Linked DNA regions of Mus musculus: all the other regions are linked to region 4. Evidence: chromatin contacts called from public ChIA-PET, Hi-C and promoter capture Hi-C data. All regions are on one chromosome and are shown on one strand. Each heading gives the region's core, a stretch centred on a gene start, on an enhancer-like site or on the middle of the called end of the contact. The rest is flanking DNA. Distances are from core to core; before and after follow the strand shown. Region 1 holds the start of Arf4 (ADP-ribosylation factor 4). Region 2 holds the start of Ccdc66 (coiled-coil domain containing 66). Region 3 holds the start of Arhgef3 (Rho guanine nucleotide exchange factor (GEF) 3). Region 4 holds the start of Il17rd (interleukin 17 receptor D). Region 5 overlaps Gm52095 (a long non-coding RNA gene). Region 6 holds the start of Dennd6a (DENN/MADD domain containing 6A).

Region 1 (4,243 bases), core at 443-2,942, 400 kb after region 4:
TCAGTAACACAATCCTGTACTGGATAATCTCTAAGAAACCCATTTATCACAGTGCAAAGTCCTCCCTTTGACTTCAGCCTTTTTCATACTGCCAATTTCTAACCAATTAAAGCTTAAATAACAGTCTGCCCTCCTAAAATAATTGTCCTTTTCATAAAGAGTATCTGCAAAACTATGAAAGAAAACATTTTCACTTAGCTTTGTGAATGGATCTCGCACAATTGTTTTTATGAATTGTAAAGAAGCTGAACAAACTAACAATAGCCAATTTGTACAGCCACGCTCTGCAGCACTACGGAAACTGAAGCGCTCCATAGGAGTGGGTGCTCAAAATAACCCTTTGCTCCTCACACTCAACAAGCGTCAACATTCAGTGTTCTCGGGGCTTTTTAAAAGGCGTCATTCAGGTCCTTGCAACTCAGCTGTGAGGTAGACTGCTGTACTAAGGAGAGGCCACTTTACAATGCCCAAGCGAAAGGCCTCCGCTGGGCAATAAAACCTGTCACAGCGAGGCAGCTTTTTAAACAAACGATTTTTTTTTTTTTTTGTAGCTCAATTGAGGTGCTTTACAACTATCCGTTTAAAAAAAAAAAAGATTTCGTCTCTAAAAGCTTTTGGATTTTATTATTATCCAGGCCAAATGGATAAGATTCGTATGAAAGAGCAAAGATAGCAAACCAAACAGGTTTAGAACTGAAAGACAGCCATGGGATAACTTTCATTTTCACAGAATAGGCTTCATAATCACGAGAAAAGAAAGTCGAATCCAGAGCAAGGCAAAGTTAAGCAAAGTGAGCTCAGAAGTCTCCGGACTTTTTTTCCGAATCTTGGGTAGCACCAAGTGTGACTTCGCCACAGTGGGCCTGGTCACTTCCTGCCCCAGGCGGCTCCTGGCCCGGGCCACATACCGATGGTTGTGTGCACAGGGCGTACACGACCAAGAAAGGGGGAGGAGGAGGAAGGCTGGAATAGGCCAGCTTCACTCTCGACCGCTGCCCACCGCCAGGGAAGTGAGGTGGAAGGAAGATTGCACCCTGAGAACGGCACCTTTAGAATGAGCTCCGCCAGTGTGAGCTAACCCTACATCTATCTCCGCTCAATCTCCCCAGGCTCTCAATTACAGCAGGAAGAGAAAGGCACGTAAAGCCAGGAGCGAGGAAATCTGGCCCAACTCTCTGGCTCAGCCTCTGTGGGAAACAAACCCCTCGCCCCTCGCCCCCATTGTTCCCCGAACGATGCTTCTTGATCGCCCTCCCCCACCGCAGCCGGAGAAGGCTGGGCGCCGGGCCACCGGCTGGCGAAGACACATGGCCTTCCCCGGCCCCGGTCCCTCACTCACCCATCAAAATGCGCATCTGCTTCTTGCCGAACAGGCGCGAGAAGAGAGAGGAGATGGTGAGGCCCATAGCGGTGGTGGCACTTGACGGTCAAAAGGAGGGGGTCTGGTGCGCCCTCGGGCCTTCACGGTTCCGGCTCACAACCGAGTGGGCGGAGGAGAAAACGCTGAAGACCTGTCTCGCTGGCTGGAGTGTCGGCGAAGCCGCGGGACAGGACGTAGCGGGACCGGGACCTGCTAGGCGTCTGGTGCGGTGGCTCCGGCGCGGCGTTAAGTGTTCGGCTGTGCCACGTCACACGGCGGCCGCGGAGACTCAGGCGGCGGCCCGCCCGCTCCAACGCGGACAGAATCGCGTCAGCGCTGCCCCACCCCCCTGCGTTGCAGGCGCCGCCCGGGCCACCGCGCCTGCGCGCAATGGGCCTGAGCCCGCTACGCCGACGTGCGAACTACCGGACGTGGAGCCCAGCGAAGACGGTTGGCACAGGCAGACGGAAGGACAGGCGGGCTCCCATGAGTCCTTGCTGCATCTCGTCCAATGGGGTTCGAGGTGAGTGGCTTCCGCCCGGATGAATAGTAGTAGTCCAAGGTTCGGGTAGGCGAGATGTGCATTGTGGGCTGAGTGGTGACGTTCTTGCTGACCTCTGGGTGACTTCTTCACGGGAGCCTCGGTGGTTTCCCACTCCCACAAATGTAATCAAATCTTGCAAGCAACCAGTAAGTTTGTCACAATGAAGGAACGAAGATGGACCCTGTTTTAATAAAAAATTTCCAGGCTGGGTAGGGACATGCGATGAGACGGATTTCATGTGAAATATCCTTAGTAGCTCGCTGCTCACAGCAAGCAGGGATAGGAGATCCAAAGACAACCCGCACAACAAAGGAAAGTCTTTACTCGCATAGACTTAATTTTATTCATTTTTTGAAAAAAACTTATAGACATCTAAAGTATCCCTCTAAGGATAAAGGGGTCTCTGATTTTTGCAGTTGGGTGAAAGTATTAGTAATTAAAGCGTGGCTGGCCTTCACAAGGGCAGCATCTGATTCTAGCTTCTCCAGAGAGAATTAAAAACAGACCTGCTGGCAGAGTAAAGGTGGAAAACTCCTAGGCATGACGCCAAGAATCATCAGAATGCTATGACGGTTTTCCATCCGCTTCCAGTACTGAGGATGGAACCCAGGATTTCAAAGCTTGCTAAGAGCGTTCTACCACTGTGGACAGTTTTCCTTTTGAGATGACAAACTGCTCTCGAATTTGTGATCCTCCTACATCACCCTCCAGAATGGCCAGGTTTCTTGGCTTGTACCACCACACCCAGTAGAGTACTAATTTTTTGAGAGGTCAACTAAAGACTGCGTTTCTGAAACAGGAACCTTGTCTGTCCTATTCATTCCTATTATTCCCAGAATAATAATGAAGAATTTACTACCGTTTTACTGGTTACAAAATACGATGTAGGGGGGAAGCAAATTATCTAAGAATGTCACCTTATAACTATTGCTAAAGTTTACCGTTAGTAGCGCCCACAATCCTACCCTTCCTAGTTAGTGTTCACCAGCTCTTAAGTATTTTCTCTAGGAAGGTACTTTTTGTTTGAGCAGTTCTCTATTTCTTAGGTTCAATGTGTGATGTCTTCTGTTCAGAAATAAGGCTTCCTATTTAATGTTATTGGCAAGAGCCCACCGTTCCTCTTGTCTGAAAGCATTAAGGAAACAGAGAACTTGGCATACTGCAAATAATGACAGGGATATGACCTATAAACTATGGTATATCCACACTCTAGGATAATATGAGGAATTAAAATAAATCAGAACTATACACAGTATCCTAATAAAAATATCTCCAAAGTAGCTTTAGTGGAATGGAGGACAAATAGTAAATACAGTAAGGTGATATGAAAATAGATTTTTAGGGATATAGCTCAGTTAATGAAAGTCTTGTCATAAAAGCTTTGAGTTTATTCATTCCCCACAGATGGGAGGTGGTGACAGGATGATGAGAAGACCAAGGATATGCTCCACTGCAGAGTACAGGCTGCAGGGGCCAGCCTCAAGTACATGAGACTGACTCTAAAACAAAACACACGTTTCTGCCATCTGTGATAAGGCACATTTGTAATCCCAGCTCTTGTCAGATAGAAAGTGGAGGATCAGGAAGACAAGGTTATCAAAGCCTGAACTCTATGAGAACCCAGCAATAATACAGTTTATCACTGTGTATATTTGTATATTTGTATATCTGTGTATATTGTATGCAAGCATGTGGACACAGCACAGGAATTTAAAATAGTATTCAGTAGTCATTAGCAGTTACCTGATTAACTATGAAGGAAGGAAAACTTTGCAGGGAATGGAGAAACCCATATTGAAAGGGTCAAAAAAAAAAAAAGAGCTTTACTTGTACTTTAAAAAAAAATCACTTTACTGAGATATAACTTCATGCACTGATTTGCCAATTTTAAGTGTACAATTTAATAACATATATTCTGCCATATAACTGTTTCTAAGGCTGGTGAGCATAGACATAGCCTGACAACCTAGGTCCCCACTTAGCTTGAGCTATATATACATACACAGCTTTTTCAATAATGTACCTTGCAACCTGAGACCCTCACCTGCATTAAGCTTAGTTCCTGAGAAACCCTTAGAAACTCCCCTTTTGTGGCCAAACATGTAACCAAACTAAGGGCATTGGGACAATCTAGTCTAAACTATGCCAAACTATCCTGTGAGTGAACTTGCATGGGAAACTCACCTATTAACTACCCTATGCCTAGTCATGATGGGGCATGCATATAATTAAAACAAGATGCAATGTAAGAAAGGACATGTGCAGTGAACAAAAACATAACATCAGCCTATGAATCAAAACAAAAAGCCACCTGCGTACCATGCCTAGAAAAGAACTCC
Region 2 (4,128 bases), core at 1,035-3,534, 470 kb before region 4:
TCTAAACCATTTTGAAACAGGGTCACATGTAGGAGAAGCTAGCCTTGAACTCTTTGGTCTTCTGTCTTAGACTCCTAAGTGCAGGTATGTGTTTCCAAGCCTGCTTTCCAAACCTGTTTGGCTTTCTAAAGAATAATATTAGTCAGGGTTCTCTAGCGTCTGTAGAACTTTTGGAATGTCTCTATATATGAAGAGAATTTATTGTAATGAGTTATAGTCTGCAGTCCAACTAACCCAACAATAGGCAGCTGTAAATAGGAAGTCCAAGAATCTAGTAGTTGCTCAGTCCCACGAGGCTAGTTGTTTCAGCTGGTCTGTATAAGCTGGGATCCTGAAGAAGTAGTTTCCAACAGATGTGCAAGCAGGCAAAGAACTAAGCCTTCCTTCTTCCAATGCCCTTATGTAGGCCTCCAGCAGAAAGTGTGGCCCAAATTAAAGGTGTGTGCCACCACAACTGGATCTGGAACTTGCTCTGTCCCAGGCTGACCTTGAACTCAATGATATGCTTGCCTCATTCTTCTGGGATTAAAGGCATATACTACCTTAACTGGGCCTAAGCTTTTCATGGCCGCTATGCCTCAAGATCTGGATCAAAAGTATGTGTCATCCCAAGTCAAGATCTGAGTCAGAAACCCGTGTCTTCTAGCCTCATGATCTGGATCACAGGTGTGCCCTCCATTTCTGAACTGTAGTTCATTCCAGAAGTTGACAACTAGGAATAGCCACCACACCTGTATAGCCTAGGCTGGCCTCACACTATGGAGGACCCCCAGCCTCTGTCTCCTAAGTGGCAGCAGCTGTGGTTACAGAAGTGTACCAGACATCAACTGTTTCTCTGACACTCACTTTGGTACAGGATTCCAACGGTGTGTGTGGCATGATGGGGAATTGCCCAGTCTTTGAGGATTTCTGTTGCATAGGACTAGACTATCCTCCAAGCCCAGCTACCACCATCTTCAGGATGCTTAAATGGGCCTGTCTGCATAAGATAGCACTCCCTGATAGCAGGACTGGATAGGGAGGTTCGTGGGACTCCCTCCTGAGCATCCCTCTCAGCCAACCAAATCCAATACTGCTGTAATGACACGTGGGCTCTGGGAACTCAAGGGGAGCAGATGCCCAGCTATCACATCCAGCCGTGAGCTTGAGCTTGTCGCCAGCCTTGCTAAGTGCAGACTTTACATTTACTTTCGGATTGCCCAAACTCCTGAAAACCCTCCTGCATGCTCCGGAAGTGACCCTAATAATGTCTCTACTATTGGGATCCTAGGAGGAGGGAGGTAGACATTGCCTTCTTTTATTATTATTATTATTACTAATAATAATAATAATTTATTTATTTGGTTCTTTTGAGACAGGGTTTCTCTGTATAGCTCTGGCTGTCCTGGAACTCACTTTTAGACCAGGCTGGCCTCGAACTCAGAAATCTGCCTGCCTCTGCTTCCTGAGTGCTGGGATTAGAGGTGTGCGCCACCACGCCCGGCTGACATTGCCTTCTTACACTTTACCCTCAGCAGCTTCTTTATGGAAGTGACATTTGTTTATTTTTATGTGGGGATTAGTGGGGGTGGGGATGGGGGTAGGGATGGTGGTGTCTTGGAACTCACTCTGAAACAGGCTGCCGAGGGTGCGCCCTCCCCGACTCCAGTCTGACACCAGGATTGATATAGCTGCAGGAGGCTTAGCCCCCTGACGTGAGTACTGGGATTCTCTGGAAGAGCAACAAGTGGAATTTTGGGCTGAGTCTAAAAGCGTCAGCTGGGGTTATACACATATTCACATTAGATATAAGATCTGTAGTATAATTGTTAAGTGGTCAGTGACCCAGGCAAGTCCTTTTGCCTCTTCGTGCCTCAGAGATAGCACTGCTAACGACGGATATACGAGTTTGGTCCACACTGTGACTGTTGCTGCAGTATTTAAAGAACTTCAGCCTGTAAGGTGTGGGAAGCACGAAGAGACAGAGACATATACTCTGTGTCCTAGGCGTCACAAGTCCTTCAACTAAATAAACCTCTCCTCCAAATATAAAAGAGAATGGTTACATCTGTTGTTTCTGCCTATTTGGAAACCTCCATTAGAGCCAAGGCGGCTCCCCAAGGTTGGCGGTGATCACGAAGAAACCGCAGACGCCCCCGGAGAGGGATCTAGAGTCCGGGGAGGCCGGCATCAACGAACGGACCCGCCAGCATGTCCCACTGTGATTGGCTCGGCTGGCCCCCGGCAACCAATCAGCATAGCGTTTGTTGAGCAGCGGCAGCAAGCTGGGTACACAAGTGACCTGAGCGAGCTGCGGGTGGGCGGCGGGGCCATGAACCTGGGGTAAGCCGGCGGGGACTCGCTGGGCTGTAACTTTCAGCCGGCGCGTGGCGGCGGGCGGGGTTCCGGGTCCAGCGCGGACCGTGGTGTTGGAGCGCCCCGGAGGGGAGATGGCGCCCCAGAGGGCGAGATGCTCGGGGAGCTACGGCTGCCCCGTACTGAGCTGGAGCATCCTCAGCTGGGGCTGGACCGAGTCTGGGGTGCGGTCTTCATCTTCAGAAGTTCATCGTTTTAGGAAAACCAGCCACCAGACCTAGACGTAACCGCGCATCCAGAAGCTGAATGTTAGGTTCTCTTCTGGGAGTTTAGAAATCAATGAGGCAGCCTGCCCCGTAAGCTTGCGGGGCGGTAGTATAGAGACTTAGCAACTTCAGATTCATTCAAGAGGTTGCCTTCTAACGTACCCATGAGCTGTTTGTAGTCCTGCAACGGGGTGGCCTCTGACAACCTATATCTCCCAGATTGTTTCCTTTTACAAACGCAGGCACTTTGATTCTCGCTACCAAAGCAACTCTGAGTTTAAAGTTGCTAGTCAACCTGCTCGCCCTTAATTTCTTGGTTTGGTATTTTCTCTTTGACGTTGTCGTCATTACTGTTCATAGACACATAACGCCCACCCCGTTCCCACCCCACCCCCGTAAGACTGTGTAATACTGTGTGTAGAATCCCATCAGAATTTTGTTGACTTTAATAGACAACGTAAGTTTTGCTGGTAGTGTTTACCGTTTCTTTATGGTGGCGCTTTTGACATGTAAAGTGTCATATTAGCCAAAGTTTATTGTTTATTTATTAAGATAGTAATAGAGTCACTAAAGCAATCGTGTAGTATATGAAATAGTCCAAGTTGTGTGGAATTCTGTATTTAAGCAGCCGTCACATTGGTGACCATTTTAGCCATCTTTCAGTCGCGTCTATTCCTCCTTGGAATCTGTCAGTCATGAAATTGTTAAAAACAAAACAAAACAAAAAACGCATAAATAGCTTATCTATGTCTTGTACCTGGCTAAGGAGTTCTGGTAGCAGCATGGGACTTTTGGTATAGAGCTGCAGGTTAAAGGATGCTGCAATAACTGGGTTGCTTTATTTCTTACCAGTAACAAAAACCAGGTTTCAGGTTAAACATGACACATGCTGGCCTCACTGAAAAGTTGTAAGAAAGTCTTTTGTATTTTTTTCCCTCTTAGGTTAAAAAAAATGTGTATGTATGAACACATATATACACATACTTTTTAAATACTTATTTTAATTTTATGTGAATGGGTATCGTGCCTGCATGTAAGTCTGTGGGCCACTTGTGCTGGTGCCCTTGGTGACCCGAGGGGCCTTTACAGACACTTGTTAACTGCAATGTTGGTTCTGCTTGCCAAGAATAGACAGTGCTCCTCACTGCTGAGCTGTCTCTCCAGCCTTGAAAACAATATTTTAAAATTTAAAGACTACTTTGAGGGAGGTTCAGGCAGGTGAATCAGGAATTCAAAGCCAGCCTGGTCAACCAGCCTGGTCTACATACATAGTGAGTTTGAGGGCAGCTTGGGCTATGTGAATTAAAAGAAACAACCAACCAAAACCCCTGCTTTGATGGTCATGTGATTCCTGTATACATTCAAAGGTATAGGTTTACTTTCAAGGTTCATATAAATATCCCTGGCTGCTATTTAGTGAAAGTTGTTAAATTAAACTTGTCAAAACAATTTTCTTTTATATTGCAGAGATGGTTTAAAGCTTGAAACTGAATTACTGGATGGAAAAACCAAGTTAATACTGTCCCCATATGGTATGCTGTGTTTTTGGACGTCGAAAATGTTTGTA
Region 3 (3,749 bases), core at 226-2,725, 300 kb before region 4:
TATTCAACTAGCTACGGAAAGGCCAGAGGCTTATCTTGTGCTCAGCAAACAAAAAGGAGGATCTAACCAGAATCTGGTGGAGTCCTGTTGAAGGGAGGCAATCTTGTTGGAGGAAATGGATCTCTGATGCTACCAACCCCCAAAACACACCTATACAGAATTCAGAGCGTCAAGGGCACACACCAAGCAGACCTACATGTGTTGTGTAGGTGGAATCAACAGTGCTGTGACAAGGCGGGACACACACCTGCCTCCAGCGTCACTGCCCACCCCGAGTCTCTCAGAGTGAGGCAGAGGAAAGTGGAGAACGAACACACACACACACACACACACACACACACACACACACACACACAGACACAGACACAGACAGACGACATGATGAGCTGGTCCTACGGACTCCACCACAGCAAAACTGGAGTCTGATAAGACAATTAACTGTCTTCTCTAAAACCTTGAAAAAGAATGAGAATCGTCTTCTCCCCCAACTGAACCTAACCAACTTCTAAGGGCAGTCAGCAATTTGCCAGAGACAGGACACATGGGGGTGGGAGAGGAAAGCCTAAGAAAGCCAAACTGAGAGGACTCCCTGGATTACCCAAGGGCACTGCCCCTCTCCCCGCGCCCAAGTTCCCAGAATGGGAACTGTTTCTAGCATTTCAAGTCAGCTTCCCATTCACCAACGTTTTAGCTCGTTTTCAGCAGTCATGAAGGAGAGCCTCAATTACTCATTTAGCTCAGACCCAAAATGAACGACACCCTTCCCCCAACCTCCTTTATTGGTTACTTGTGACAAGTAAAGGTGCCCTGTCCCGCCCTTGCTCTCAAACAGCTACAAAACCAAGTGTGTCTGGTGAAATGTCTGAACCGGTCCCCAAGAACTTAGCTCTCTTAACCCCGGCCGGGGACGGGGAGACATTGCTTTACGAGGCTCTCTCTCGACACCCGGGCCTTCCTAACAGGGCAGCGGGTAGGTAGGTGCCTTTGCAGGCTCTAGACAGAGACTGGGGTTCGGTCTGCCAGTCGCTCGGAAGGAAAGAAGCAGCATCAAAGATCTGCGGTTCCCGAGCTCAGGGAGCAGGGCAGCGATAGAGGACCCACAGAGAAGGCGTGAGAGGGAACACTTGAAGGGGCGATCTGGAGAAGCGCAGCACGTGGGGGAGACGGAGAGAAAGCGAGCGGTACACAGGGTGAGGTGGCAGAGAAGCCCGGAGGTGCAGGTGTGTGGAGGGCGCGTCCTACCTCGTCCTTGGCCACCCCGCTGCCCAGGGGCGCCTCCAAGCTGCAGTTTGCCCTCTTGACAGTGAGGTAGAAGGGGTAATCCTTGGCCACCATGGCGGCTGCCGGGCCTGCCCTTTGAGATGTCACCGCTAATTTCAGGCGACAACAAAAATCCCGGGTAAAAGAGGGCCCGAGCTCCACGATGCAGGCGACGGCGATGCGAACACCTACAGCTGCTTCTTGCAGAGTGGACCTGACGCCTAAGCTCCACCGGGAAGGGCGGGGCCGCTTTAAGCCATGCCCACTGAGGGAGGGCGGGTAGGCGGGACTAGAGAGGCCCACCCCGCCCTCCAAGGAGCGCCAGGTGCGAACTTACAGACGCCTCCTGAGGCTGGGGCGGTTCTGCAGACTTTGGGGACCTCAGGGGACGCTTGCGTGGAGCTGCCAGACCCCAGACCGCTACATAGCTTGTAGCAAGGAAACCAGGACCCTAGGCAAACGCTGATAGAGCAGGGGGCAAGTCCCAAGCCAGGCTCTCACTTTCCGAGGGGTTAGGGGAGGAAACCTGCGTGTGCAGGGTTTCTCTACATCTCTGGCTGTCCTGGATACATTTTACTAAAAATAAGCTTTAGTAGGTAAAAGCAGTCCAAACAGTAAAATGCACCCATTTTAAGTGCAGTTCAAAAAGCACCGTGAAACCAAGCTCCAAAGCTGAGAGACAAATACTTTCCACCACGCAGTACGGAAGGAACGGAGTCCCCTCTAACCATCCCCTCTCCTCCCCCACCACACAGGCCCCTACACCTACAGCCTACACCCACGCTGGACTGATTCAGTCTGTTTCCAGCTTAGAGCGAAGACCACGCTTTTGGGGATCTTTTCTGGGGAAACACTGACGTTTTAAATGCCCAAGAAGTAATTACAAGATCGTTGCTGCAGCCCAGACCAACCTATAAAAAAAAACCAAACACACACACACACACACACACACACACACAAAACCCCAACAACAACAACAAACAAAAAACAAAACGAAACAAAACAAACAAAACCCTAAAAACAATGGTAACAGTCTTTAGTAAGAGTATTTAAGTAAGCTTTTCTAATTATAGAACACCACCCCATAGAGATCAGAGAGGAGAAGGGTCTATGGGTGTGAAACTGAAAGAGTTCCTTTATGTTGGCCTCAGTTGGAAAATAATTGCAAAAGGCTGGGAATGCCGGGCTTTGGGAGAATAGTTATCAAGTGTGAGGCTGTGAGTTCGATTCCTAGTATCCAATGTGTAACAATTCGGAACAAAGCAGTACACAGTTTGTGTTCAAAACACAGCTACAAAAGAGTTTTTCTTTCTTTTCTTTTCTTTTCTGTCCTTTTCTTTTGTTCTTTCTTTCTTTTTTCTCTCTTTCTCTCTTTTTTCTTTTCTTTTCTTTTTTTTTTTTTTTTTGATATTCTCTATAAAGATATACTTGGAGGTCAACAACATTGAATGTCTAGAAGAATCTGAGACAAGCTTACACTCTCCCTGGTGGCAGAGGAGAAACATCTGGGATAGAAAAGGTTAGTAATAGTGGACAAAGAGGCTTTACAGTTACAGTAACAATTTTCAACATCTTAAAAGAAAAATATATTCACATCACCCTGGGAAAAAAAGATTCATTTTTTTTAAGTTATCATTTCCTCCAAATAACATTTCTTAAACTTTGCTATAGTATCTTTCTCTCCTCCCGTGAAAGGTCTGCATACGGAGGGTGTTGTTACAGAGAGGTACTGAGTCTTGGTTTTGCTTCTGGGGTGTGAAGGAGGCAGTGTGATGAAGAAATATAGACCTGCTTCCAGATGAGGTCAGGACCCAGCAGTTCCTACTTTTCCTGGCAGGAAACTGCTTAACCTGCAGATCTTCCACCTCAGGTACCAAATCCACACTCTGGCACTAAACCCACTCATTATCTTGCCTGACTAGATAGCAGACAGACAGACAGACTGCCTCTGGAGTCAAGAAGGAGTGTATGTGTAAACAGGGCTCTGAAGTGAGTGGGTTCCTATTGAGACTGGAGAAAGCGCCTGCGGTTTTCTTCCCAAGTATGCAACAAGAAGAAAGCTGCAGCAAGAGGCATGGAATGAGAAGGGGCATGTGAGAACTGCTCATACACCTGTAAGCTTGGCCAAAGATAGTGTTAGGCAGAGGAAACCCCATTTCCAAGGGTGCCCAACCAAGCCAGGCCCAGAGGTAGTGACATGTCCCAGAGCCAAGGCCTCCACAGCCTCTCTTCCTTTACCCTGCCCTGCTCTTCCAAGCTCACCCACAGTCTCCACCACAAGACCCTGGGCATCAACAGTGCATTTGGGAATGAGCCTTGATCCCCAGTGAAGTTCACTGGGCCTTGTTCTCCAGTTGGAAAATACACTTACAGCCCTCGATGGGGTGTTACCTGTAATCGATTCCCACAGCCCTGGTATTGGGGTGCTTTAGTGTTCTTAGGACTGACCAGGCAGTGTGACACATCAAAAACACATGGTAATAATAAAT
Region 4 (3,958 bases), core at 171-2,670:
TACTTAAACGGGAAGAAGTAACGGCGTTCACGAAACGTGAAAGAACCATAGCTGCCTGGCTCATACCTGGTTTTCTGAACCGGGATTCCCTCTAAGAGAGAAGCAAGTGAGCCAAGTATCCCTAAGAGGTGTCGCGTCCTGGGTCTTGTCTGTACTGAGACTGAACAGACTTTTCCATCGAAAAACGTAAGTCACCGTCGGTCTAAGTAAACTGCCCCAGTGTATCCCCTGCGCCCTGGGGAAATCAGTAACAACACGCCCACCCCCACCCCCTCTTCCTTCTTTCTAGGTGAGGAAAACAAGCTCCTGGTTGCTGGAGTGCAAAGCCTGTGTTCTCACAATAGGGTTCAAGGTGTGTGTGGACTGACTCGCAGCACCCTTGTCTCTGTGGGAGGTTCAAAGTCCGCAAACCAGAGGACCGCACTATCTAGACAGCATCAAAAGAACACTCAGCTCTGGGAAGAAGGCTTTCAAGTTCCCAAAGAAAGTCTGGAAGCCACCATGGTCTCAGGTCTGGGACACCTGGCGGAGCAAACTTTCGCTGCCCTTTGACCACAAAAACATCCTCAACTCAAGCTGGGTCGTGGGGGTAGGGAGTAGGGTAGGGGACCATTAGCTAGACGAAAGGCTGTTTCTCAAAAAGTTCGGAATCGGCGATTGGGTAAAAGTTAGGTGACGGCGATGCCTAAAAGAAACAAAGCAACTGCGAGAAAGGGGGGGCATCCTTCCCTAGCACTCCAGACACCCTTCCCTGGCTGCCCTGGGCCCTCGCAGAGCTGTGGACTGGAGGTCCAGGGCACGAACCCCACACCGGCTCCGAAGTGCACCGGTCCTGCGCACTGCCCGGAAGATCCCAATCCCCCGGGCAGAGGGCCGGGAACAAAGGGTGGGGCGCACGGCCCCCGCCTCTCCGCCCAGCCACCCGCCCTCAGGAGTCGGACCCCAGCCAGCGGCCGCGCCTCATTAACAACACAAAGCCAGGGGTCGGCGGCCCCTTTCATCCTGTCCGGGACCTGCAGACGCGCGCCCGGGGATCCAGACGCAGGATGAGCGGCTAGAAAAGCTGAGAACCCCGTTGCTCGCGGATCCGGCGTCCAGCGATCCCCGCGGTCCCCGCTCGCCTGCGCGCGAACACCTGTGCGCGCGGCGCGCCCCCAGGTAACCTGGAACCCGGAGAAGCCTTCGCCTTACCCTCCAGCCACAGGTGTCCGCGCCCCTCGCGCGGCCGGAGCCGCCCGCGGCCACTGCCAGCTGCGAGCCGTTGAGACAGGCGTTGACAGTGAAGAAGAAGGAGCAGAGCTGCAGCCACGGGGCCATGGCCGTACGCTCGCCCAGTTGGGCCGGTCTCCGCTAGGTTGCTGCCTGTAGCTCGCTCTCTAGTCCCGAGTGGGCGGCGGCGGTAGCGGCGGCGGCCGAGGCTGGCAGCCCTCACCGGGCATGCGCTGCCGGGCTTCGCCCCTCCTCTTTCCTCCAGGTTCCGCCCTCAATCTCAGCTTTCCGTCCTGGTTCTGATCCTGTAGCCCGGCCCTTCGGTCTTGGCCCCGCCCCAATGCACAGGAGACTCTGGCTTCCACCGGAGATTGACACAGCAGGAGGTTCAGCACTAAGGGATTTTTTTTTTTTTTTTAATCCAAAGGATTTGTCCAAATGACTTCTCCATGCAAAAACTTGGGGCGAATCAAAGAATATAATAATAGTAATTTTAAAATTAATGATTTAATAAGTACTTGCTTTTCAAATGTCAAGTTCCTTCTTGCACCCTACCAATGAAATGACAAGGAAATGTCATAATAAAGCCTCTAGGGAAATCCTGTCTCTACATTTACTCCTGGGACCCAGGACAAATTATTTGCTTCCTCCAAAGTGCTGTTCCCAGTAAGACGAAATGAAGAACAAGACTCTTCATCCAGGGAGAGTTCTGTTAACATGTAGGAAGCAATCAATAAAGGCTACAACCACGAACTGACTTTCATAAGGTCACATAGCCTTGCTGGATGGACAAATCGACAGTTATGAAAAAAAAGATAAAGATTGAGTCAAGACGGGCGGTGGTGGTGCGCACCTTTAATCCCAGCACTCGGAAGGCAGAGGCAGGTGGATTTCTGAGTTAGAGGCCAGCCTGGTCTACAGAGTGAGTTCCAGGACAGCCAGGGCTACACAGAGAAACCCTGTCTCAAAAAAAAAAAAAAAAAAAAAGAGTTGCCTTGGCCATGGTGTCTCTTCACAGCAATGGAAAACCCTAAGACAGCCACAGTGGGTAGGCACCTGTCCTCATCGTGGGGTCACGAGGTCCACAGAAGACTGCCCTTCCAGATGAGCTTTCTCTGAGTAGATGCAAGAAGCACACTGCTCCTTGCAAGAATCTGCAAGTCAGAGCTTTTCTCCCACGCTCCTTTAAACTCTAGGCATTCAAAGTCCCCTTAGCAAAGGCTGTCCAGGCTCAGAGCTGCCACAGACTGAGATATTGTCAGGATGGATGACCTAGCTTTTGGTGAAAAACTAAGACAACCATGAGGTTATTGGCTCCTTAATCTACATGCACTCCTGCCTTGATGTGTTCCATAACTTACTAATCAATCCAGGCCCAGTGTTTTTGTTATAATCAGTGATTTTAAAATACCCCCACACGTTTATCTCCCTCTCTCTCTAAATTTTATTTTATTGTTTTATGTTTTATGTGAGCATTCTATCTGCATGAACACCTGCAGGCCAGAAGAGGGCATCTGATTCCCATTATAGATGGTTGTGAGCCATAATGTGGTTGTTATGAATTGAACACAGGTTTTAATGACTAGAATCCAAGAATCATTTTTTAAAAAAAGGAAAAACCTCAAACCCTACTAAAGTTCTAAATAAAACTAAACTTAGTAATAGATGTGTGTGTGTGTGATTTTTTTTTTTTTTCAGTACTGGGGATCAAACTAAGGCCCCTCTGTGTGCAGGGCAACCAAACCCCTCTACCCCTGAGCCAAACTCTCGGGCCTCTCTCTCTACCCTTTAAGGTCATATTTATTGCAAGGCTTTTGTTGTTGTTAGTAGACTAGTTTTCTTTGTGGTGGTGGTAAGGACTCAGGACGCTAGGCAAGCTTTCTACCCTGGCCTAAGACTCTTCCCCACCCCAGGCTCTTGGGATGTAGCCCAAGGCCAGCCTGAGCTGTCTTGCCTTCTGCCTCTGCCTCCTGAAAGTGGGGATCACAGGCTTAAGTTTGCGCCAGCAGTCTGTTTTAGGCTTTTGGAAGAAAAATGTAGATTTGTAGGAAGATTAAGGAGCTAGGCAGCCGGCTGGTGAGATGGCTCAGTGGGTAAGAGCACCCAACTGCTCTTTCAAAGGTCAGGAGTTCAAATCCCAGCAACCACATGGTGGCTCACAACCATCCATAAGGAGATCTGACTCCCTCTTCTGGAGTGTCTGAGGGCAGCTACAGTGTACTTACATATAATAAATAAATCTTAAAAAAAAAAAAAAAAAAAAGAAGAAGAAGAAGCTAAGCAGCTGTGGTGCATTCTTTTAATCCCAGCACTCAGGAAGGAGAGACAGGTGGACCTCTGTTAGTTCGAGGCCAGCCTGGTCTACAGAGCAAATTCCAGGACAGCCAAGGCTACACAGAAAAAAACCCTGTTTCAAAAAACAAAAACAAAAAGATTAAGATAGTACAGGGAAGCCGGGCGTGGTGGCGCACGCCTTTAATCCCAGCACTTGGGAGGCAGAGGCAGGCGGATTTCTGAGTTCGAGGCCAGCCTGGTCTACAGAGCGAGTTCCAGGACAGCCAGGACTACACAGAGAAACCCTGTCTCAAAAAAAAAAAAAAAAGATAGTACAGGGAGTCTCCATATTACCTGCTCCTACTTTTCTGTTATTAATATACTACATTAGAACAGTGAATTTTTACCAATAATATATCAGTTCTTATCCACGACTATTAGCTAAAAAGAAAAGGTTGTTCATATTTTCTCCAAG
Region 5 (3,953 bases), core at 1,323-3,822, 370 kb before region 4:
CCAGGTTTTTTTTAAAAAAAAAGAATTAATTTTATGTATATGAGTACACTGTAGCTGTCTTCAGACACACCAGAAAAGGGTATCAGATCCCATTACAGATGGTTGTGAACTATCATGTGGTTGCTGGGATTCGAACTCAGGACCTTTGGAAGAGCAGTTCATGCTCTTAAGCACTGAGCCATCTCTCCAGCCCCTCTACCAGGTTTCTTACCCTAGAGGTCTCTGGATGGTGACTTCCTTAGCTTTATCTGGTCCAGAAGGTATTTTGCTTCTGTTTTTGAAAGATTTTCTTTTACCTTAAAAAACTGCTCATCCACAACGACAGGAAGCAAACAAATATCTCAGAATTGTTTTGAAGCCATTCATACTTTGAACCCAACATGGTGGCGCACGCCTTTAATCCCAGCACTTGGGAGGCAGAGATAAGCGGGTTTCTGAGTTCAAGGCCAGCCTGGTCTACAGAGTGAGTTCCAGGACAGCCAGGACTATACAGAGAAATCCTGTCTTGAAAAACCAAAATAAATAAATAAATAAATAAATAAATAAATAAATAAAATAAAAATAGAAGTTGAGGATGTAGCTCAGTGATGTGAGTACTCACCTACTGTTTGATCCCAGTGTTAATACATGCAGAAAAACCCAATTTAAAAGTGCATATATGAAGGCTAGGTGTGCTGCTCACTATAGTGCTGTAATGTAGTCAGAGCCAGGAGAGTTGCTCCAAGCTCAAGATCAGTCTATTCTCTACAGCAAGTTCGAGATGAGTGTGGAAAACACAGTGAGACCCTTTCTCCAAAGGAAATACACACACACACACACACACACACACTCCCTAGCGCAACCCGATGAACAACAACAACAACAACAAAATTCCTGATTCTCTTTATTGAGAAGGCTCCTAAAAGTATGTACACATATATCAAAACTAAAGAGGCTCCCGCCCAAGGGTTCACCTTTGCTTTTTCTTTTAGCATGTACTAAGCAATGGGTTCCTCTGTGGCAAGAATTTTGTGTGTATGCCAATGTGCTGGCCCATGAGAAGTCCAGAGGGTGACATCAGGTTGGCTGCCTTCCTCTGCTGTTCGCCACCTGAACTTTCAAAGCAGGACCTCTCATTTGGTCTAAACTTCCACATGTCGGCTAGACTGGCTGGCAAGTGAGCCCTTGGGGTCCGCTCATTTGCAAACCCCCTCCCCAGGTGCTGAGGTACAGACACATGCTCTCACATGCTCACCTCCCGAGTGCTAGGATTTTCCATGGATGCTGCGGATCTGAACTCAAGTCCTGATGCTTGTACGGCAAGCCCTTTAAGACCGAGCCAACTCTCCCTGTCCCTCATTGTGACATTTCTTCAAATACAGGTGTATGTGTATACGTGTGTGTGTGTGTGTGTGTGTGTGTGCAAGTGGAGGCCAGAGAACAACCCTGGGTGTCATCCCCGGGCACACTCTCCACCTTCCCTGACACAGTCTCTGATTAACCAATTAGGTGGGCTCCAAGGATCCCCCTATCTCCTCCATCTTCCCAGTCTGGAACTACAAGATCATGCCATGTCACCTTGCAAGTGTAGTGTATTCTGAGGATCACATTAAGTCTCCATGCTTGCAAGACAGGTACTTTACCAATGGAATATCTTCCCTGCTCCCTTGTATTCATACATGAATATAATGTACTTTGGTCATATTCATACTGTTACCCTTTTGGGTCCCCTTCCCCATCACATTCTGTATCTCAAATATTCCCCCCACCATGTATGTATGTTATGACAGGGTCTCATGCAACAACTTTACAATGTAGAATCACATGGGAAAAGGGAACCTTAATTGAAGAACAGCTTTGATCAGATTGACCTGTGGCCATGTTTATGGTAAATTGTGTTCACTGATAATTAGTGGGGGGCAGGGAGACCCAAGCCCACTATGGGTGGCACCATTCCCTTTGGCAGGGAGATACATTAAAAAGAAAAAGAAAAAGCTGGCTGAGCATAAATCAGTGAGTGGACCAGTAAAGATCATTCTTCCATGGTTTGTTTCAGTTCCTGCCTTGACTTTCCTTGATGGGACTGTAACCTGAAACTGTAAGTAGAAATAAACCCTTTCCTCTCCAAGTTGCTTTCGGTCATGGTATTTATCACAGCAACAAAGGAAACTAGGCTACCCCTTGATAAACCGCTCTGTCTAGGTAGGCCTGTTGCTGACTGGGAGAACCACCAACATTCCTGAAGAAAAAAGGTGTGATGTAAGGAGCAGTGACATTGTTAAAACTGTCTGCCTACACAGACTTGAGGGGTAGTGACCTCTTCTCAAGGTGGCCTTGCTCATGTGGGGCTTCTGATCCTGATGACGTTAAGATCCCTATAGACAGCTCTGGGTTTGGGGAACTGTCTTCCAATTCTGCATGTCCATTCTCTAGAACCAGGTGGTGCTCTAGATTTGGGGAAGTAAAAAAAAAAAAAAAAATGGGTGCATAGAGAACATAAAGTTGAACAGGCTGCTCACCGAGATGGGCTGTAGCATCCTGTAACAACCACGAAGTTTGCATTCTTAGCAGCTGGAGACTTCTGGCAATGGAAACTAAAGCAGTCAGTGGCAGTGACCACAAGCCAGAAACTGAAACCACACTCTAATTCTGCACAAGATTGCCAGCCCCGGCTGTTTTCATTGTGTCTTGACTACAAGGATTACATCTAGTTGCATGTACTATAACAGCCTCAGAGCAGACTGAAGCCCATGTAGCCTGCCGCCACTTGTACTAACTCTCAAAATGTCAGCACCAACAACTAACCTTCTAGCAAAGATACAGCGCCTAGAGTCAACAAGCCAATGCCACTCTAGAAACAAAATGTGGAGACTGTCCAAAATGTCTCTGAAGCATGGGCAAAGGGAGACCAGAGAACAAAGCAGACGGGTTTTCTTTTTCTTTCACTTTCTCCCTTCCTTTCTTCCTTCCTCCCCTTCCTCACTCCCTTCCTTCCTTCTTTCTTTTTTTCTTTTTTTGTTTGTTTTTCGAGACAGGGTTTCTCTGTGTAGCCCTGGCTGTCCTGGAACTCGATCTGTAGACCAGGCTGGCCTCGAACTCAGAAATCCACCTGCCTCTGCCTCCCGAGTGCTGGGATTAAAAGCGTGCGTCACCACGCCCGGCTCCTTCCTTCCTTTCTTTTTCATTTTGTGTGTGTGTGTGATATTTAACTATGTAGCTGACTGACCTGGTACTATCTAGCCCAGGCTAGCCATCAAATTAAAACAATTCTCTTGCTTCAACCTCTACGGTGCTGGGATTGCAGACAGAAAACTTGATATTTTTTCCCTTGAGAAAAACAAAACTGGACTTACCATCTATGTGAACGCTGTGCCAAATCTAGGAGTGGACAGTGTGTTAAAGGATATGGCAGACACATAAAGACAAAACTCGTCATTAACCTTACCGGACTAACATGCTGTTGGAAATGCTTGCTAAGATCTTTAACCTGTCCCGTCTTTCTATAGACAAAACAAGAGCCCTACTCTGTCAGAGAAATAAAACCATTTCAGTGAACAAGCAGACTAAAATTCCAGCGTAACTTAAAAATGAAACTTCCCTTCGCCCTTCCTTTTCCTTGTTGTTTCAAGATATGATCACACTATGCAGTCCCAGCTGGCCTGGAACTTGCTATACAGAGTAAGCTGACCTTGAACTTCAGGAGATCCTCCTGTCTCTGCGTCTTAAGGGCTGGAGTTACAGGTGTGCACCACTACCCCTGTTAGCTTCAAGTTCACCGTCAGTCACTTGTGTCCGCAGTGAGATGCAATGCTTCTTTTCTGTCACAGCTCTGACTAAGCTTTGTATAGGGCATAGATAAAGGTGAGTGAAGGGGCGAGGGGTGGCAAGATGGCTAAAATGGGGAGAGGTGCTTGCTGCTAATGCCAAGCCGGATGACCTGAGTTCCGTCCTCAAAACTCATACAGTGAAAGGAG
Region 6 (4,258 bases), core at 18-2,517, 460 kb after region 4:
TATTTAAATGAACTATGTAACGATACAAAAGACAAAGATGCAGCAGTTTCTCGTTTGGAACAACCAGACCAACCAAATCAGAATAAGATTAGAATCTTTCACCGATGCCAAAAGAACAATAACAAAATACCAAAAACTTCGGGACATACACCTTTCTAATGCCTTTCTAGTAACTTTTCACTTGGATAAATAAGACAAATCTTTTATGCTAACAAACAACAACAAAAAAAAAAGATGCAAAGTGATGGCAAAAATGAGTGAGATTCAAAGGTCTTTTAGGTAAGATGTTATGATATCTAACAGATTTATAAGCCAACAATTTTTCCACTGACATTAGGTTTCTGGGAATTGTCACAGAATCAGTATTAAGAAACAGCAGGGGTCGGGAGAGGGGTGTGGGGACAGCTTGCCTAGTTTTCAGAAGGCCTTGAATTCTGTTTGCAATGCTAGGGAGAGACTTGGAGGGAATGGGAACCCAACGACATTTCACAGAGAAATGGGGAACAGAGAAAAGGGAGAGAATGCATGCTAAGCATTTTGACTTGGACTCAGTGGACCGATCTACGAGTTAGCGCAATTGACAATACAGTCAGTCAGCCCACATGATTGGACGTGCACGTTTGGCTACTGTAATTCACATATGTCAGGGGGTATTGTTCCTTTCTTGAAAGTTCCAAGCAAACATCCTGTCTGCTGTAGGCTTTTCTGGGTGCCACTACCCTCCAGTTATCGCTGGTTTTTTGTTTTGTTTTTTTAAAGAGGAACATCAACAAGTATTTAGGAGGGGCCTACAAAGAACTTTTCACCCCTAGCCGCAGCCCACGATCCTCCCACCGAAGGGTCGAGAAGCACCGCCCAGCTGAGCCGCGCAGGGGCTGCGAGCCACGCCCGGATGAGCAGCGGCCAGGACCCGGCCGCCCAAGGGTGGAGACACAGGGTGCGGCTCGGCCTCACCTCCACCGCCTGGCCCAGCTCCAGGTCGAAGCCCACCACACACACGCAGTGTAGCCAGGCCGAGAAGCCGTCCCAGCGCAGCAGGCCCCGGCGGCCATCGTCCTCCTCCTCGTCCTCCAGCGCGACTCCCGCCGCCGCAAGGGCCGCCGCCTCGCGCCCCTCAGCCCCGGCCTCGTCCAACGACCCGCGGGAACCGGGCCCAAAGACCGCCGGGCCCGGCAGAGCCATCCGCCACCCCCTAGGCGCTTGAGCCGCCTCCGCTGCGGACCGCGCCGCAGAGCGCGCAGGCCTCCGCGCACGCGCACCGAGTGCTGCCGCTGCCGCAGCCGCTCCGGACTCCCGGAATAGGGGCGCGGCCACGAGGCACGTGACCCTGGGAGCGGGGGGTTCAGTGGTTTCCCTACAAGCCGCGGCTATCTCTGCTGCTCGCTCAGACTGGCCTGCTGGTTTTACAGTTCTCTAAACTCAAACAGTGGCTCAGGAATCGTCATCTCAGATCCACAACAATACAGCAATGAATTATTCTTGGAACGACCCAGTTCATTATTAAAGTGTTACTAAAACATAGTGGTTAACAGTAGTTTAATTAAACTTTTACTCTGTGACAGTTGATATGCTAAGTTCAAATACACCTATTAACTCTTATTAAACATATCATTATGGTGAACACTATTGTTTGTTAAGTGTTGGGTAGGACTTTCTTTTCTTTTTTAGCTATGCCTTACATAGTCCCAACTGGCCTCTAGCTCATGGTACTCCTACCACAGCTACCCAAGATTCTGGGTTTAGTGGCATGGGCCACCACCTCTGGCTAATTTGTCTTCACAGATAAGGGAACTGAAGTTCGGAGAGGCTTCGTGACTAGCCCAGCAAGTATAAGAACTCTAAGGCAAGCCTGTGTTCACTCCTGCAGTCCCCTGATAGAGATGTGTACTTTAACTCTCCGAATACCCTCCCTACCAAGGCAGCTCCCATCTTTATTGGTCTGGCGGACTCTCTCAACTCTTACGCATATGCAGACTTTCTTGGAATCTCGGGTTGGTCAGTCACCTTTGGACCATGCTATCTGAACACTGGAGGAAGGGCCTGGTTTCAAGCTACCTTTGTTAAGAAGTCAAGACAGCTCTAGGCTGGGCACTCAAGAAACATCTGCCCTGGTGAATTGCTATTGATTATTGGCATAGCATGATACGACTAAGTAGGATTTTTTTTTCAGCACCTGCTAGGATTTATTCATCAAAAGTAATTAGAGCCGGGCGTGGTGGCACATGTCTTTAATCCCAGCACTCGGGAGGCAGAAGCAGGCAGATTTCTGAGTTCGAGGCCAGCCTGGTCTACAAAGTGAGTTCCAGGACAGCCAGGGCTATACAGAGAAACCCTGTCTCAAAAAACAAAACAAAACAAAAAAAAAAGTAATTAGAAAACGTGGTAATACCCAATAGGAAAGTGTGTAAAAGATGATAGATAACATACAATGGATTTATCAAAACCCATTCCCATGCCTTTCCACGGCCTCAAAAGGCAGTGATATTACTGTTTCTATTTTACATAGAACAAAGCTGGGGCTCCAACTGATGGCTCAGTGGTTAGGAGCGCTTGCTGCTCTTGCAAAGGACCAGGTTCAATTCTCAACACCCACATGGTGGTTTGTAACTCCAGTTCCAGGGGATCTAATGTCCTCTTCTCATCACCAAGAGCACCAGGAGTGTGTGTGGTGCACAGACATGAATGCAAGCAAACAACATTAAAACACATAAAAATTCTTGACCATCAAGAAATGATCCATCTCTTGATGGTCAAGTATTCTCAAACTTGAGTAGTAATGAATGCTGAAGACTTTCTTAAAGATGTATTTATCATTTTTCTTTTATATATATGAGTGTTTTGCCTATATGTATGTATGTATGCATATATGTGTATGTATGTATGTATGTATGTATGTATGTATGGGTACTGAAGTGGAGTTTGGTTTGCACAGAGGCCAGAAGAGGGTGCCAGATCCTCTGGAGTTAAAGATGGTTGTAAACTCCACGATGGTGCTGAGAACCAAACCTTACTTACTCTTCTACAAGATCAACAAGTGTTCTTAACTGCTGAGCCACCTATCTCTCTAGTCCCACCTGGAAAGTTTGGATAGCATAGAATTAACTGGGGACAACATTTAAATTAGAAACTGTCCTTGCCTAAAACAACCTGCCTGTGACAAAGAACCAGTACAGTTCAGAAAGAAAAACATAACCTGTATTCAAGTAAGGTTCTAAACCTACTGTTCAGAAAAAAACAGTACTGTTTAGTATTAGAAAGGACAGTGAGCTAGAAATGAAAAAATCTGGTATCCAGCTTTAGCTCCATATATTATCATGATAGACAAACAGCTCCTGGAACTATTTTCTGGATTGGTGAAAGGTAATTGCTAACCTGACTTATTGTCAAGAAGAGAAAAGTGTTCCCAATCCAGACACTTTACTATATGCTATTTTATTATTAATGATAAATAAACTTTAATGAGCAGCTGTTCCACAGTGCTGGACCCTTGGCCTGTGGATACAAATTACCATTCTTTGCAATACTATCTTTGTTGTTGTTGTTGTTGTTGTTTATTCGTTTGAGACAGGGCTTCTTGGTACAGTCCTGGCTGTTCTGGAACAAGCTCTGTAGATCAGGCTGTCCTTGAACTCAGAGATCTGCCTCCAGACTGCTGGGATTAAAGCCATGATCTACCACTCCTGGCTGACATACTACCTTATATAATCTTTGGTTAAGCAGAAAGAAATGGTAACCTTTGTAGAGTTTGTCATTAGAGCCTTTAAATCTGAAAGGATCTTGAGCAAGGTCGTTTCTCCACACTTTCCATCCTATATGTGAATATTCTGGTGCTGGCTCAGCCAATCCCACACATGCAGTGGCTCTTAAGCATAAGAACTGCTCTTTTCTGCGTGTTCATGAGGGCTAGGAAAGCCTTCCTCTTGTGGAGTCCAGCTTTTAGAGACGATAGCCCATGGATTGTTTCAAAAGAGCCATCCTACATCCTCATGTCTAGCTTCCTGGGTAAACTACCCCAAATTTGTCCGTCTTTCTTCAAAGGATTCTAGCAGTTAATCATGGAGTCACCCAACCTGGGTAAACTTGGAGTTGTTGAATCAGTTTTAAGACATAGAAGGAAGCACCATTCTCTAGGTGTGAGCTAGCCCCAGCAAAGTGAACCTTTGGACTCTTCCCTTTCTTACACTGGCCAGTAGCCTTCTGTTAATGCCACTTCAGATCATATTTGCTTGGCTTGGCAGCCAGGTCACAGCCCTGGCTC

Evidence for each region. A called contact is a pair of places that touch in the nucleus more often than the background predicts. ChIA-PET counts read pairs in DNA pulled down with a chosen protein or histone mark. Capture Hi-C pulls out chosen DNA fragments and counts their contacts.
Region 1: a contact with region 4 is called in an RNA polymerase II ChIA-PET map of memory CD8 T cells, with 54 read pairs. The contact joins the promoter of Arf4 here to the promoter of Il17rd in region 4. A contact is called at or near these places in 12 of 39 promoter capture datasets (the 3T3-L1 cell line, the C10 cell line, the HPC-7 cell line and 7 more), 4 of 484 Hi-C or Micro-C datasets (the HPC-7 cell line, embryonic stem cells and muscle stem cells), 14 of 115 datasets of contacts at active chromatin or transcription factors (the SCID.adh cell line, astrocytes, cardiomyocytes and 11 more) and 2 of 9 other capture datasets (adipose tissue and liver).
Region 2: a Hi-C map of cardiomyocytes shows a contact between it and region 4, with 3 times the contacts expected there. The contact joins the promoter of Ccdc66 here to the promoter of Il17rd in region 4. A contact is called at or near these places in 4 of 39 promoter capture datasets (liver, pre-B cells and stem cell-derived epiblast-like cells), 3 of 484 Hi-C or Micro-C datasets (CD4 T cells, cardiomyocytes and uterus), 2 of 115 datasets of contacts at active chromatin or transcription factors (large pre-B cells and memory CD8 T cells) and 2 of 9 other capture datasets (adipose tissue and liver).
Region 3: a promoter capture Hi-C map of adipose tissue shows a contact between it and region 4. The contact joins the promoter of Arhgef3 here to the promoter of Il17rd in region 4. A contact is called at or near these places in 4 of 39 promoter capture datasets (embryonic stem cells, hippocampal neurons, liver and 1 more), 8 of 484 Hi-C or Micro-C datasets (cerebral cortex, embryonic stem cells, granulocyte-monocyte progenitors and 1 more), 6 of 115 datasets of contacts at active chromatin or transcription factors (effector CD8 T cells, embryonic stem cells, large pre-B cells and 3 more) and 2 of 9 other capture datasets (adipose tissue and pancreatic islet).
Region 5: an RNA polymerase II ChIA-PET map of memory CD8 T cells shows a contact between it and region 4, with 26 read pairs. The contact joins the enhancer-like site here to the promoter of Il17rd in region 4. A contact is called at or near these places in 13 of 39 promoter capture datasets (the 3T3-L1 cell line, the C10 cell line, the HPC-7 cell line and 8 more), 3 of 15 datasets of contacts at CTCF or cohesin (the NIH/3T3 cell line, embryonic stem cells and pro-B cells), 29 of 484 Hi-C or Micro-C datasets (the AML12 cell line, B cells, CD4 T cells and 21 more), 6 of 115 datasets of contacts at active chromatin or transcription factors (craniofacial prominence, embryonic limb bud, embryonic stem cells and 2 more) and 2 of 9 other capture datasets (adipose tissue and liver).
Region 6: a promoter capture Hi-C map of pancreatic islet shows a contact between it and region 4. The contact joins the promoter of Dennd6a here to the promoter of Il17rd in region 4. A contact is called at or near these places in 4 of 39 promoter capture datasets (the C10 cell line, the HPC-7 cell line, hematopoietic stem and progenitor cells and 1 more), 2 of 115 datasets of contacts at active chromatin or transcription factors (embryonic stem cells and large pre-B cells) and 3 of 9 other capture datasets (adipose tissue, liver and pancreatic islet).

The regions. Positions count from the first base shown.
Region 1 is chr14:26,635,583-26,639,825 of GRCm38.p6, reverse strand. It overlaps Arf4 (ADP-ribosylation factor 4), which reads right to left and starts at 1,692. Exons shown (of 6, transcript NM_007479.4): 1 at 1,340-1,692. The coding sequence starts at 1,406.
Region 2 is chr14:27,506,616-27,510,743 of GRCm38.p6, reverse strand. Ccdc66 (coiled-coil domain containing 66) reads left to right here and starts at 2,284. Exons shown (of 18, transcript NM_177111.3): 1 at 2,284-2,322; 2 at 4,029-4,093. The coding sequence starts at 2,312.
Region 3 is chr14:27,333,763-27,337,511 of GRCm38.p6, reverse strand. It overlaps Arhgef3 (Rho guanine nucleotide exchange factor (GEF) 3), which reads right to left and starts at 1,475. Exons shown (of 10, transcript NM_001289687.1): 1 at 1,243-1,475. The coding sequence starts at 1,335.
Region 4 is chr14:27,036,463-27,040,420 of GRCm38.p6, reverse strand. It overlaps Il17rd (interleukin 17 receptor D), which reads right to left and starts at 1,420. Exons shown (of 13, transcript NM_134437.3): 1 at 1,192-1,420. The coding sequence starts at 1,317.
Region 5 is chr14:27,404,245-27,408,197 of GRCm38.p6, reverse strand. Gm52095 (a long non-coding RNA gene) reads left to right here. Exons shown (of 4, transcript XR_003951011.1): 4 at 2,036-2,316. Among named protein-coding and RNA genes, the nearest start is that of Gm34702, 5.9 kb to the right of the region's middle. Within about 2 kb of position 2,572, at least 103 of the 459 cell types and tissues checked have an H3K27ac peak or open chromatin away from gene starts, as enhancers often do. A contact at or near this core is called in B cells, the G1E-ER4 cell line, the HPC-7 cell line and 9 more, where this site is marked.
Region 6 is chr14:26,576,559-26,580,816 of GRCm38.p6, reverse strand. Dennd6a (DENN/MADD domain containing 6A) reads right to left here and starts at 1,267. Exons shown (of 20, transcript NM_001134465.2): 1 at 955-1,267. The coding sequence starts at 1,182.